Linked DNA regions of Mus musculus: regions 1 and 2 are each linked to region 3. Evidence: chromatin contacts called from public Hi-C and Micro-C data. All regions are on one chromosome and are shown on one strand. The core of a region is the stretch at or near the end of the contact, and the rest is flanking DNA. Distances in the headings are between cores, read along the strand shown.

Region 1 (3,467 bases), core at 252-2,751, 160 kb after region 3:
GCCAATGACAGCAGAGCTGGCTTCCAGCACCCAGCGTACCCAAGGCTCTCAGGTGGCACAGCCTGCAGCTTGGCCCTGCTGTCATTCTGAGGAAGCCCTTTGCATTGGGTGCCCGCCCCTCCCCGCTAGTCACTTTGATTCCTTTAGCGCTCATTATATTTATATTTGTGATCATTGGCTTATGCCACATACATCAGGACTAACACAGAGGGGCCCAGGGATGCTGGCTGGAGGAGAACCATCCCTCTTCCTGGCACAAAGGTGTGAGTCTGAGTGGCTCCCATCCTTCCTCTGCATGTACTCCAATGTCTGGGTCAGATTAAACAAATATCACACCAAAGCCACGTCATCGCAGGCTAGACAGTCTGAAATACTCAGTTGCTTCAATATTATTTAAGGAAGAAAGGGTCACAGCGGTGAGTGGCGAGCGGCAAAGGGTGGAGCCTGGGGAGGCATCTTCCCTTCTCCCTCCTGCTTCCTCCTCAGCTTAGCCATCCTGTGGGCCAAAGGGTCACCTGCTGTAGCAGTCCTCTGGCCTACCAGCTGCTTTTCTGGGTCTCAAGACTTACTGGCCTCATCCCATGCATTATGGTTCACATCCCTATCTCTCGACTTGTGGCTATAGGCAGGGGTTTGGGTAGTAGTGACTGACCAGGTAGAGAGACCCCAACTCCTCAGGTGATAACAGTGAGGATGGGCTATTCTCACCAAGGAAATTTGGGTGTGGGTACAGAAACCAGAGTAGCAGTCCTCCATAGGCCTTGCAAGTCATCATGTACCTGACTGTAAAGACCACAGGCCCTCTACTGCTGAGATAGAAGGCCCTGGATTTTGTGCTGGGTGCACTCATTCTCTTGAATTGTGTACGACAGCACACATAAAACACATGTAAAAGACAGTGCACATGGGGCTGAAGAAATTGCTCAAGCAGTTAAGAGCACTTGCGGCTCTTCCAGAGAACCCAGGTTCTATTCCTGGCACCCACAAGGTGGCTCACAAATATCTGTAATTCCAATCTTAGGGTATCCAACACCCTCTTCTGGCTTCTGTGGGTACCAGGTATATAGTACACACGCGCACACACACACACACACACAAACCACACATGAACATAAAAACAACAAAAATGTTTTAAAAGTACATATAAACACATTTTAAATATATATTCAGCTCTTAGAGCCACACAGGGTGTGGTTGGATGTATGTGTGTGTATGTGTAACATAATCTGAAGATAGTTATGTGTGCATATGTATAAACAGCTGTAGACTTGAACAAGCTGTCATAAAGCAAGACAATGTCCCCTGATCTGAGGACATGAGCAGGACATGGATGCCATCTCTGAACTTCCATGTTAGCCTCGCTTCTGTCTACTGCAACCAAATACCCGAGGCTTCATCAGAAAAGCATGATGCGCCGGCTGCAGGGCCTCTGGGAGCTGCTATTGGGGCGACAGGAGGAACAAGCAGGAGACATAGCATAGTGAAACTAGAAGCCGGAGAGTCGGTGGTCAGGCCTGCTCTCTTCCTAAAAACCTATTCTCACAGGACTGAGTAACTCTTCAGGCCAGCATTTACCCTTGGGGACCAGCACTGCCAATGGGCACCCAGATCCCTGCCCCTCAGAACCTGCAGTACCTCTCAATCTAGCCCCCAACACAGGAACCCCAGAGGACTTTGCAAAGTCTAGAATTCCCAAATGCACACTCCACCCTCCTGCTGCTTACCTGCCTCTCTCTGATACCCCAGCCTTGTACTGAGCCTGCTAGATGGAACTCTTGACTCTCCCCGACTCCTGCTCTCCCAGCAAATAGCACCTCCCACTCAATACACTGGCATCCTCGCTTCCTCTTTTCTCTACTGTCTCCATTCTGTCATGTGCCCTGTCCTTTCTGTTCCTGGTGGCATTGTGGTAAAGAACCCTGAATCTAGACAAGACAGCGTGGTTCTGTGCCTCCGTTCCCATGCTAAATGGCCGTAGTGATCGTTCATGCCTGTCGGTTGCTGTAGTCAATGAGATCCGAGAGCTCAGGTTAGCCTGCCACAGGCTAGGGCCCCAGTGTCAGATTTGCTCTTTAGGTTGATGTTTTGCTTTAAGTAGGGAAACAATAAAGGAACTTTCAATGCCCAGCTGTGCAAATGTATGAAAACCTCTGGAGGGAGAGAGAGAAAAGGACAAAGGAAGAAGCAAGAAGTCGGGCATGGTACATGAACTCCAGAACTTGGAACACTAAGACAGACATCACAAGTTCAAGAACGGGCCGGGCGGGGTGGGAGGAAAGAGGAAGCAGGGTGGAGATGGAAGGGAAAGAAGAACCTTCCAAAGCAGTGGGAGGTTGGGTACAGCAAGGACTGGAGGCTCAGGGAACACAAGCCAGTCCAGCCACCTGCAGCTATAAAGCCAGGGTAACCTGGATGGAAGTCTGAGGTCAGGAAGAGCGTGGGTGAGATCCAGGGGAGCTAGGGATCAGAAGTCAGGCAGATCTGGGGGCCAGGGCCTTACATTTAGGGCAATGGGGTTCTGCCTGACCCGTCTGTGATCTGAGTAGGGCCTGAAGTTTGAGATACGAGATCTAGAGGAGCCGGAGTCTAGAGTCTCATGTCTGAGGTTGCAGGGGTTGGCAATGTAAGCTCCAGGTTTTGAGGTTTGGGAGTTACGGACTGTGAAGTTAGAGGTAGAGGGAATCAGGAGTGTAGGATTTTAGACCTGAGGTTGGAGGTCGGTGGATCTGGGTAATGTGCAGGATCTGAGGTTGCAGGTCAGGGGCAACTGGAGTCCAGGGCCCTTAAGGCTTAAGGGACAAGGTCTGAGGCTTGAGGTCCTGGGTGCCAATTGCCTCTTGATACCTCTCTTCTGTCCCATAGAAAGCACCTTCGCTGACACGCTGACCCCCCTGCGCCTGGGTCAGGCTCGCCTCAGCGCCTGCCCCCCTCCTGGCAGCCACGACGCTGCCAACTTCGACAACAACGAGCTGGAGAACAACCAGGTGGTGGCCAAGCTGGGTCACCTGGCTCTCGGCCGTCCCGACGCCGCGGTCCCGTGCGTGGCCCGCGAACGCCCGAGGCCCGCCTCATCGCCCGCGCTGCTGGACGCCGAGCTGCGCTTCCACGCCACGCGCGGACCCGACGTGAGCTTGTCCGCCGACCGCAGGCTAGCCTGCGCGCCCCGCCCCGACGGCGGCCGCACGCTCGTGTTCTCCGAGCGGCCGCTGCGGCCAGGGGAGAGCCTGTGCGTGGAAGTGGGGCGCCCGGGGCTGGCGGCACCCGCGGCTGTGGCCTTCGGCATCACGTCCTGCGATCCTGGCGCGCTGCGGCCATCCGAGCTGCCCGCCGATCCCGCTGCGCTGCTGGACCGCAAGGAATACTGGGTGGTGGCTCGCGCCGGGCCCGTGCCCAGCGGAGGCGACGCGCTCAGCTTCACGCTGCGACCCGGCGGCGACGTCCTGCTGGCGGTGAACGGGCGCCCGCGG
Region 2 (3,848 bases), core at 1,333-3,832, 140 kb after region 3:
CAGCCTTAATCAGGGGAAGCCCTCTGTGGTTTTTCTAGCCTGGGACCCTAGAATGACCCACCACAGTATATTCCTGCCTCTTAGTGAATTCTAGAAATCCATGGAACCCAGAAGCCCTCACAGCAATGTTCCTAGCTGTTTCCTATTCCTGCCACAGGGGTCTCCCTAAGTGGCTAAGCCACTGGCATCACCTTTATTCATCAGCTTAGCTTTCTTGTGAGGGGGTGGGCTTTAGAGCCAATGCAGCTTTTAGTATGAGCAATTCAGCCTGGACTGGACTGGCCACAGCCTCCATTTGTTTTAATGCACTGTTTATTCTGTTTGCTTATTTTGCCCACACCTGTCACTCAAGACGAGTAGGCGGGACTACCGTCACAACAGCTCATTCCTTTCCAATTCTTCCCTTCCTCCTCTTTCTTTCCCTTTTGCCTCCCTCCTTCTTTTCTGTCTTCTGCCCATCAGAGCCAGGCTTCTCTGCAGATGTTTTATTCAGTATGCACTGAGTGGGCCAGCACTATGTGGGGAGGCAGGGCTGAGTGAGCCCCCTTAGAGTGGAAAGGACAGGAAGGCAGCAGCTGCAGCAAGGGTGTAGCTGAAGGACAGGACAAGATGCCGGGGGACCTCAGTGATGGAGCAATTACCATACATACTCAAATAAGAGACAGTCTAGAATCTACCTGGACTGTAGATAGAAGGACAACCTCCGTCCTTCCCAAGAGCCCATGCGTGTCAAGCTAGAGTCCAAAAAAAGACAAGAGGGGAAGAGAGAGAGGCAGGCAGATGCTCATTTATAAGGTTAATTTATTATCTTACAGGCGCAGGCTTATCACCTCCACCACAATGAATTATCACTGTCACACAGGGTGATATCAGCTCCATTTAAAGCAATGTTGAAGATAACATTGCTTTAAGCTCATGTTATTTAACACACTAATTTAGAGCTCTGGACCTTCAAGAAGTTCCCTGGTCCTGATTTTTTTTTTTTTCCTGTGTGGTCTGCTGTTGTTGCCACTGACGTGGAAGACATAGCATTTCCCCACAGCACATCCACATGGGGACCGAGAGGCTCAACCTCAGCCTTTCAAATCTACATGTCCTCCCCACCCCGAGACACACACCAGAACAGTTGGGGTGCGGTGGGTTCAGTGGCTGCAGCGAACATCTGGGGAGGTGACTGAAACACAGCCACTTGCTGGAGTGCTCTGAAAGTGGCTTTTTAACAGCAGCTTCCCCACCCTGCCGCCACAAAGTCCTGTTGCCCTGAGCCATTTTATCTAAGTGAAATTCCTCAACTCCTTTTATAGCAATGGCGACCTCTCTAAGGACCCCAGGGTCATACAGAGTGAAGGCCTACCCAGCTAAAGTACCTTTGCCCACCAGAGTTTGGGGTGAAATTTTAAATAACTGAGAGCACTTGTAATTGAGAATTAGAAACTCAGTACAGAATAGGTCTGGCCATGGCTTCCTGGGGAACAACAGAGGAGAGTCTGAGGACAACGAGAAACCAAGGCAGGAGGCGGTCCTCTGAGCACCTCTTTTTACTCCGTTTCAGAGGGAGCTTGCCCTCAGCCACTGGGAGATAGGTTTGGACATCTCGTCTACCCACTGACCCTCGGTTTACCCTGTCTGTGCTGTGGAGGTAATAACCCTGCTTCCTAAACTGACGAGAGTACTGAGTATGGGAGTCTGAAAGTAATGGTTAGGGACTGGGTCTCCTCACAGAGTCATTACACCTCCCCCACCTTGGTGTGTTAGTCTGTGAATTGGACTAGGGGTGGCATGGGCTAGCTGGCCTTTTATAGAAGAGTAGCCAAGGCTGGAAGGTTCTGAGAAAAGATTTATGCGGTGGGAGTGGATGCACCTCCCCCTCTCAGCCCCCTCCCCCCCCCCAACGCCGCCGCCTCGTACCTCCTGGCAACACTACCCACCTCACATGCCACCTCGTTCTCTCAAAAACCCTCAGCCGGCCCTATCTGACACTTCAATGTTATTGTTGGTTTTGACCACTATGTGATCTTGATTGCTAATTTTCTCTTCCTTGAGAGCAGGGACTGCGTCTGGGGCTCAGCAGAGGGCCTGGTACATAGGGTGTGGGCAGTACTTTAATGAAGAAGGCACAGTGAGCTCAAGTCTGGGTCCCGCCCCCCCCCCTAAACAACCACTACATACTGAAGTCTCTCCTCCTAGGTATGCGGCCTAGGGGATGGAGAAGTTCCCCATCCCTACCCCCCACCCCCATCTCACCCTGGATGGACTGTCATGGAGCCCTTGACACTGTCTGGCGTGACCTGCATGTGTGCGCGTCGTCCCTGAGTCGAGGCACCACCCAAAGTGGCCGAATGCCTGGACAAGGACTCGGCACCCGGCGACCCATCCCGATTGGCAAAAAGAGCAAGGTCGGTGCGCGCGGGAACGACGAGGGCAGGAGGCCAGCCCCGCCTCTCCAGCGCGCTACCGGTGCAAACTTTCAAAAGACGCGGCGGCGGCCCCAGCCCCGCCCAAGCACGGTTGGTGGCGGGCGCGGGGGCGGGGCGGGCGCGCCCGGGCCGGTGGCTCCGCCTCCTCCCGCCGCCGCCCGCGCCGCCCATCTGCCGCCCGCCGGTCGCCGGTGCAGCGGCAATGCCCCGCAGCCCGGCCGCGGCCCCCGGCCCGCCCAGCTAGCCCCGCGCCGCGAGTCTCGGAGTAGCGATGGGCAACACGGTGCACCGGACCCTGCCAGGTACGCCCGGAGCCGCGCCCCGAAGTGGCGCGGAGCGCCTGGTCCTCCCCGGGTCGTCGCAGCCGCGGAGCCCGGGTGCAAGCCAGAGCCTGGTTGCCGGAGCCCGAGCCCCGGAGCCGCACCCCTGCAGGGATGTGCGGACCCCTCCTGGTTTTCCTGGCCTTGGCCGTGCGCCCCACGCCTTTGTTCCAGCCGGAGGTCGCTAATGAGCGAGCCGGAGGGAGGTATCGGGGCTTCCCCCGGCCGGAACCCTTCAGGGGGGTTGCAGGGCGCGGGTGTCCCGGGTCTCCGCGTACAGTCCACAGGCGCCCCCGGCACACGTGCTAGTTCTTGGCGGCGTTCCCACGCGCGCCCGGCTGCGCCCCGTTCGGGTGTCCGTTCTGTTGGGGGCCCTCCCAGCCCCATCTGAGCCATTGCTGTGGGGCGCATCGCCCCCTAGTTAAAAGCGCCCTAGAATTTCCTAGACCCGAGAAAGGCGGTGGGCGAGGGGCGTGGGGCGGGCGTGCGGAGGCCGGGGGACGCCACGCCTCGCTGAAAATACCTAGTGATGGTGGAACATGTCAGCGCGCCGAGGCTGTCACTGCCTGTCTGCAAAGAATCGTCCTCCTAAGAAAAGACACCCCGATTTTACACAAGAAGTTTAACCTCAGTACAGGAGAAATGACCCGGTGACAGGCAGTGGTGGGAGACTGCATGGGCCCTGTCAGCCTGTCTGCCCCGCCCCTCACCCCCACTGTGTCCCAAGTCTTCAGAAGTGTTTGGGCATAAAACTGGGCATTCGGCATTCGCAGCATCCTTAAGCAGAGGCTCTCTCTCTCTCTCTCTCTCTCTCTCTCTCTCTCTCTCTCTCTCTCTCTCTCTGTGTGTGTGTGTGTGTGTGTGTGTGTGTGTGTTGGGGGAGGGTAGTTCAGAGAAGAAGCAAGTTGGCTGTAGGTCAGATTTAGCACAGCCCAGCTGACACCCCATCTCTGTTCTGACACCCCCACAGCCCTTCCTCCGGCAGTTATCCTAATAGAGTTGTCTCTTCCCCTGGAAGGGATTGGACCAACCTGAGACCTAAGGACCACTGGGGAGACAGACAGCCCCTTCTACTAACAAGCCCCTGGGTGGCTTTTACTGGATCATTCCT
Region 3 (3,426 bases), core at 654-3,153:
CGGACCTTCGGAAGAGCAGTCGGGTGCTCTTACCCACTGAGCCATTTCACCAGCCCCTTTGCAGCAGTTTTTAACTGGAGTTCAAGTACTAGTTACAGTGTTCCTGATTTCTTTCTGTTTGATGTATTTTGCTTTGAGGCAGAATGAGAGATTTTTCTATATACATTTTTTTTTTTTTTTTGAGACAGAGTTTGTCTGTATAGCCCTGGCTGTCCTGGAACTCACTTTGTAGACCAGTCTGGCCTTGAACTCAGAAATCCACCTGCCTCTGCCTCCCGAGTGCTGGGATTAAAGGCGTGTGCCACCACCGCCCGGCTTCTATATACATTTTAGTATTCTTGGAGGATGCATCTTATGTGTTGTGTACTTTTCTCTTCAAGGAAAGTGTTGGTGATTGGGCCTTTTCACCGGAACTTTTAGACCTGCATTTGATATAGCCTGGATATTAGGACACAATTGCTACGACTGCTCTAGTTTTTGCTTACTTTTAAAATATTTATTTTAATTCTGTCTGAAGGGCTATATGCATGTGAGTGTAGGTTGCTGAAATGAACTAGAGGCATTGGATTGCCCTTGAGTTGGAGTTATTGGTAGTTGCGAGCTGCCTACCATGAGTGCTGGGAATTGATCTATTTCAGTTCTTCTGCATGAACAGTATAGATTCTTTTGCTGCTGTTCTTTTGAGATAGGGTTTTTCTGGGTAACAGCCCTGTGGCTGTCCTGGAACTCATGTTGTAGATCAGGCTGACTTCAAATTCACAAAGATTCACCAGCTTCTGCCTCCTGAGATTAAGTGTCTGTGACCACACCCTGGGAGCAGCATACAGTCTTGAGTACAATCTCTCCAGCTCAATTTTTTTTTTCAAGTTAAAAAAATATGTATTTGGGTGTTGTCTTTATTGGTGTATTTATTACTTGTGTTTAGTGTTCTCAGAAGCCAGAGAAAAGCACCAGACCTGTCACTGGTGTCACGGAGGGATGATTGTTAGTCTCCCGTGGCTGCGGGAGCCACCCTAGGTCGTCTTCAGCCCCAGGCTTTATTAGATTTTGGGATCTCTTCCCTATTCTTGTTCAGAAACATATCTTCCCTGCTGATCTCTGAGAACAGTCCTTATCTCCATGTTTGAATTGTCTTTGTTTCTTTTGATGAGACATAAATGTTTTTTGTTTGTTTGTTTGTTTTTTCATTTTTCAAGACAGCTGTGTGACTGTCCTGGAGCTCAGAGAACTACCTGCCTTTAATGTTAGTTAAAAAAAAAAAGTGAAATTGAAGTTTCCAACATAACCTAAAGCTGAACAACCCAGTTTCAGTATGTAGTAAAACGTCGCCTATGTTTCAGGTTTTGCCACTTGGACGACCTTTGCAGTGTGACAGTTCTGAAATGCCTCATCTTTATGTTTTCCCCCATAGGAAGAATATAGAAATTCCATGCCTGCATCCAGTTTTCAACAGCAAAAACTCCGTGTTTGCGAGGTTTGTTCAGCTTACCTTGGTCTCCATGACAATGACCGTCGGCTTGCAGACCACTTCGGGGGCAAGTTACACCTGGGGTTCATTCAGATCCGGGAGAAGCTTGATCAGTTGAGGGTAATGTTAATATATTTTGTTTCTGCAGAGCTCCTGGGAGTCTGGTTACTTTTAGCTTTAATTTTAAAAAGTTATCTGTATTCTTTAAGTTGGATTTGGACATGTTTCTGTGTTGTTTGTTTCTTTTTGTTTTGTTGTTTGTTTGGGTGCGAGAAGCAGGTGTGGCGGCGAGGGCCAAGTTGGTTGCTGCCTCGCCCGAGCATGCGCAGTGAGGCTGTATGCGTGGGCTGCCTGCCAGGCTGGACTGTTCCTCGAGATCCCGACCTGTCAGCCTGTCGGTGACTGACCTGAGCTCGTGCCTGGAGCGTGTGTGAATTCTGATTGGATGAGGTGGGGTGGAGCTGGATGAAGTCAGTAGGCACGAGTAGAGGAGTTTTGGGTACAGCCCTTGCCTTGAGTAGAAGCAGCTGTTTTAAGAGAAGCAGTAGTAGAAGCTAGCTGCTGTAAGTAAAGCTGCAAGAAGGAGTAGAAGAAGCAGCTGATGGGGAAGAGAGCTGTAGGGGAAAATCCCTAAGTAAAGAAGCTGCTGCGTGAACCCAAGTCAGTAGCCTCGGGCGACAAGGGCTCGAAGGACCTGTAGCATTTGGGTTTTGTTTTTTATTTTTGATTTATTTTAACTTATTTATCTTCATTTTATGTACATTGGTGTTTTGCTTATGTCTGTGTGAGATTATCGGATTCCCCGAAACTGGAGGTATAGACAGTTACGAGCTGCCATGTAGGTGGTGAGAATCGAACCATGGTCTTCTGGAAGAGAGGCTGGTGCTTTTCTTTTTTTTTTTTTTTTTTTTTTTTTTTGGTTTTTCAAAAGACAGGGTTTCTCTGTGTAGCCCTGGCTGTCCTGGAACTCACTCTGTAGACCAGGCTGGCCTCGAACTCAGAAATTCGCCTGCCTCTGCCTCCCGAGTGCTGGGATTAAAGGCGTGGCCCAAAATTGCCTGACATATTTCTGGGTTTAAAAAAAGAAAAAGTTTCATTTTATGTGTGGGAGAAGTAATTTGTCTGCATGCATATGTTTGTGTACCATATTCTTGCAGTGCCTCTGGAGGCCAGAAGAGGGCAACAGATCCCTAGGAGTTAGAGCCAGTTTTTACTCACATGTGGGCTCTAAAGTTCTAGGTCCCATGGCAGAGCAGCTTACCTGCTGAACTGTCTGTTCAGTCCCATTCTTTCCTTTGTGTTCTCACTGTCCTCTCATCCTCCCTCCCTCAGCATTATTGGTGTGTGTAGAGGTTCTTGACACATTCAAGCTAACTTAAGTTGATGCTGATTTGGTGGTAGAGGTTCTCAGAGCCTCCTGCTTCTGTTGCATATAGGATCAAGCTTGATGAATTGTGCTGATATTATCATAGCACACACCAAATCAAAAGGGAGCTGTTTTCTGGGTACCTACATCTCTACTCCCAACAGCAGGGTGCTATTGCTTTTGGTCTGAGTTAAGTTTCTTTAACTAACATTTCTTACTACAAAGCTTATGGAGAGGCTGTAGGAGGAACAGTTTATGGCTTGGTTTGAAACATTGTGATTTAAGCCCTGTGTCTTAGAAGTTCAGCCCCTTTTCTGTAATTTGTCACCAAATGTAGAAAATGATGGTTAATTTTTTTTTCATGTGTTCTGTTAGCTTTTAACTGAGTAGAATATTGTTTCCTAAAAGCTGTTGCTTCTCCTTATTTTCCCATTTTTTCATTTATTTAGAAAACTGTGGCTGAAAAACAGGAAAAAAGAAATCAGGATCGATTGAGGAGAAGAGAGGAGAGAGAGCGAGAAGAGCGCCTGGGCAGGAGGTAAGCATGGGGGCTAGCCTTAGGAAACTGCTGTTGCTGTTTTGTGACTTGGAG

What was found. Hi-C and Micro-C count contacts between places; a contact is called where the count stands out from the background.
Region 1: a Hi-C map of bone marrow-derived macrophages shows a contact between it and region 3, with 31 read pairs. The contact joins two enhancer-like sites. A contact is called at or near these places in 1 of 15 datasets of contacts at CTCF or cohesin (large pre-B cells), 23 of 484 Hi-C or Micro-C datasets (CD4 T cells, CD8 T cells, the N1E-115 cell line and 14 more), 16 of 115 datasets of contacts at active chromatin or transcription factors (cardiomyocytes, embryonic basal ganglia, embryonic forebrain and 5 more) and 3 of 9 other capture datasets (adipose tissue, embryonic stem cells and liver).
Region 2: a Micro-C map of embryonic stem cells shows a contact between it and region 3, with 1.6 times the contacts expected there. The contact joins the promoter of Neurl1b here to the enhancer-like site in region 3. A contact is called at or near these places in 19 of 39 promoter capture datasets (the 3T3-L1 cell line, 3T3-L1-derived adipocytes, the HPC-7 cell line and 13 more), 1 of 15 datasets of contacts at CTCF or cohesin (large pre-B cells), 18 of 484 Hi-C or Micro-C datasets (CD4 T cells, CD8 T cells, the N1E-115 cell line and 11 more), 9 of 115 datasets of contacts at active chromatin or transcription factors (the HPC-7 cell line, bone marrow-derived macrophages, cardiomyocytes and 4 more) and 5 of 9 other capture datasets (adipose tissue, embryonic stem cells, liver and 2 more).

The regions. Positions count from the first base shown.
Region 1 is chr17:26,435,805-26,439,271 of GRCm38.p6, forward strand. Neurl1b (neuralized E3 ubiquitin protein ligase 1B) reads left to right here. Exons shown (of 5, transcript NM_001081656.3): 3 at 2,863-3,467. Among named protein-coding and RNA genes, the nearest start is that of Neurl1b, 23 kb to the left of the region's middle. Within about 2 kb of position 1,502, at least 48 of the 459 cell types and tissues checked have an H3K27ac peak or open chromatin away from gene starts, as enhancers often do. A contact at or near this core is called in bone marrow-derived macrophages, where this site is marked.
Region 2 is chr17:26,412,277-26,416,124 of GRCm38.p6, forward strand. It overlaps Neurl1b (neuralized E3 ubiquitin protein ligase 1B), which reads left to right and starts at 2,583. Exons shown (of 5, transcript NM_001081656.3): 1 at 2,583-2,719. The coding sequence starts at 2,689.
Region 3 is chr17:26,274,263-26,277,688 of GRCm38.p6, forward strand. It overlaps Luc7l (Luc7-like), which reads left to right. Exons shown (of 10, transcript NM_028190.3): 6 at 1,412-1,588; 7 at 3,284-3,372. Among named protein-coding and RNA genes, the nearest start is that of Luc7l, 23 kb to the left of the region's middle. Within about 2 kb of position 1,904, at least 8 of the 459 cell types and tissues checked have an H3K27ac peak or open chromatin away from gene starts, as enhancers often do. A contact at or near this core is called in Th17 cells, bone marrow-derived macrophages, differentiating embryonic stem cells and 2 more, where this site is marked.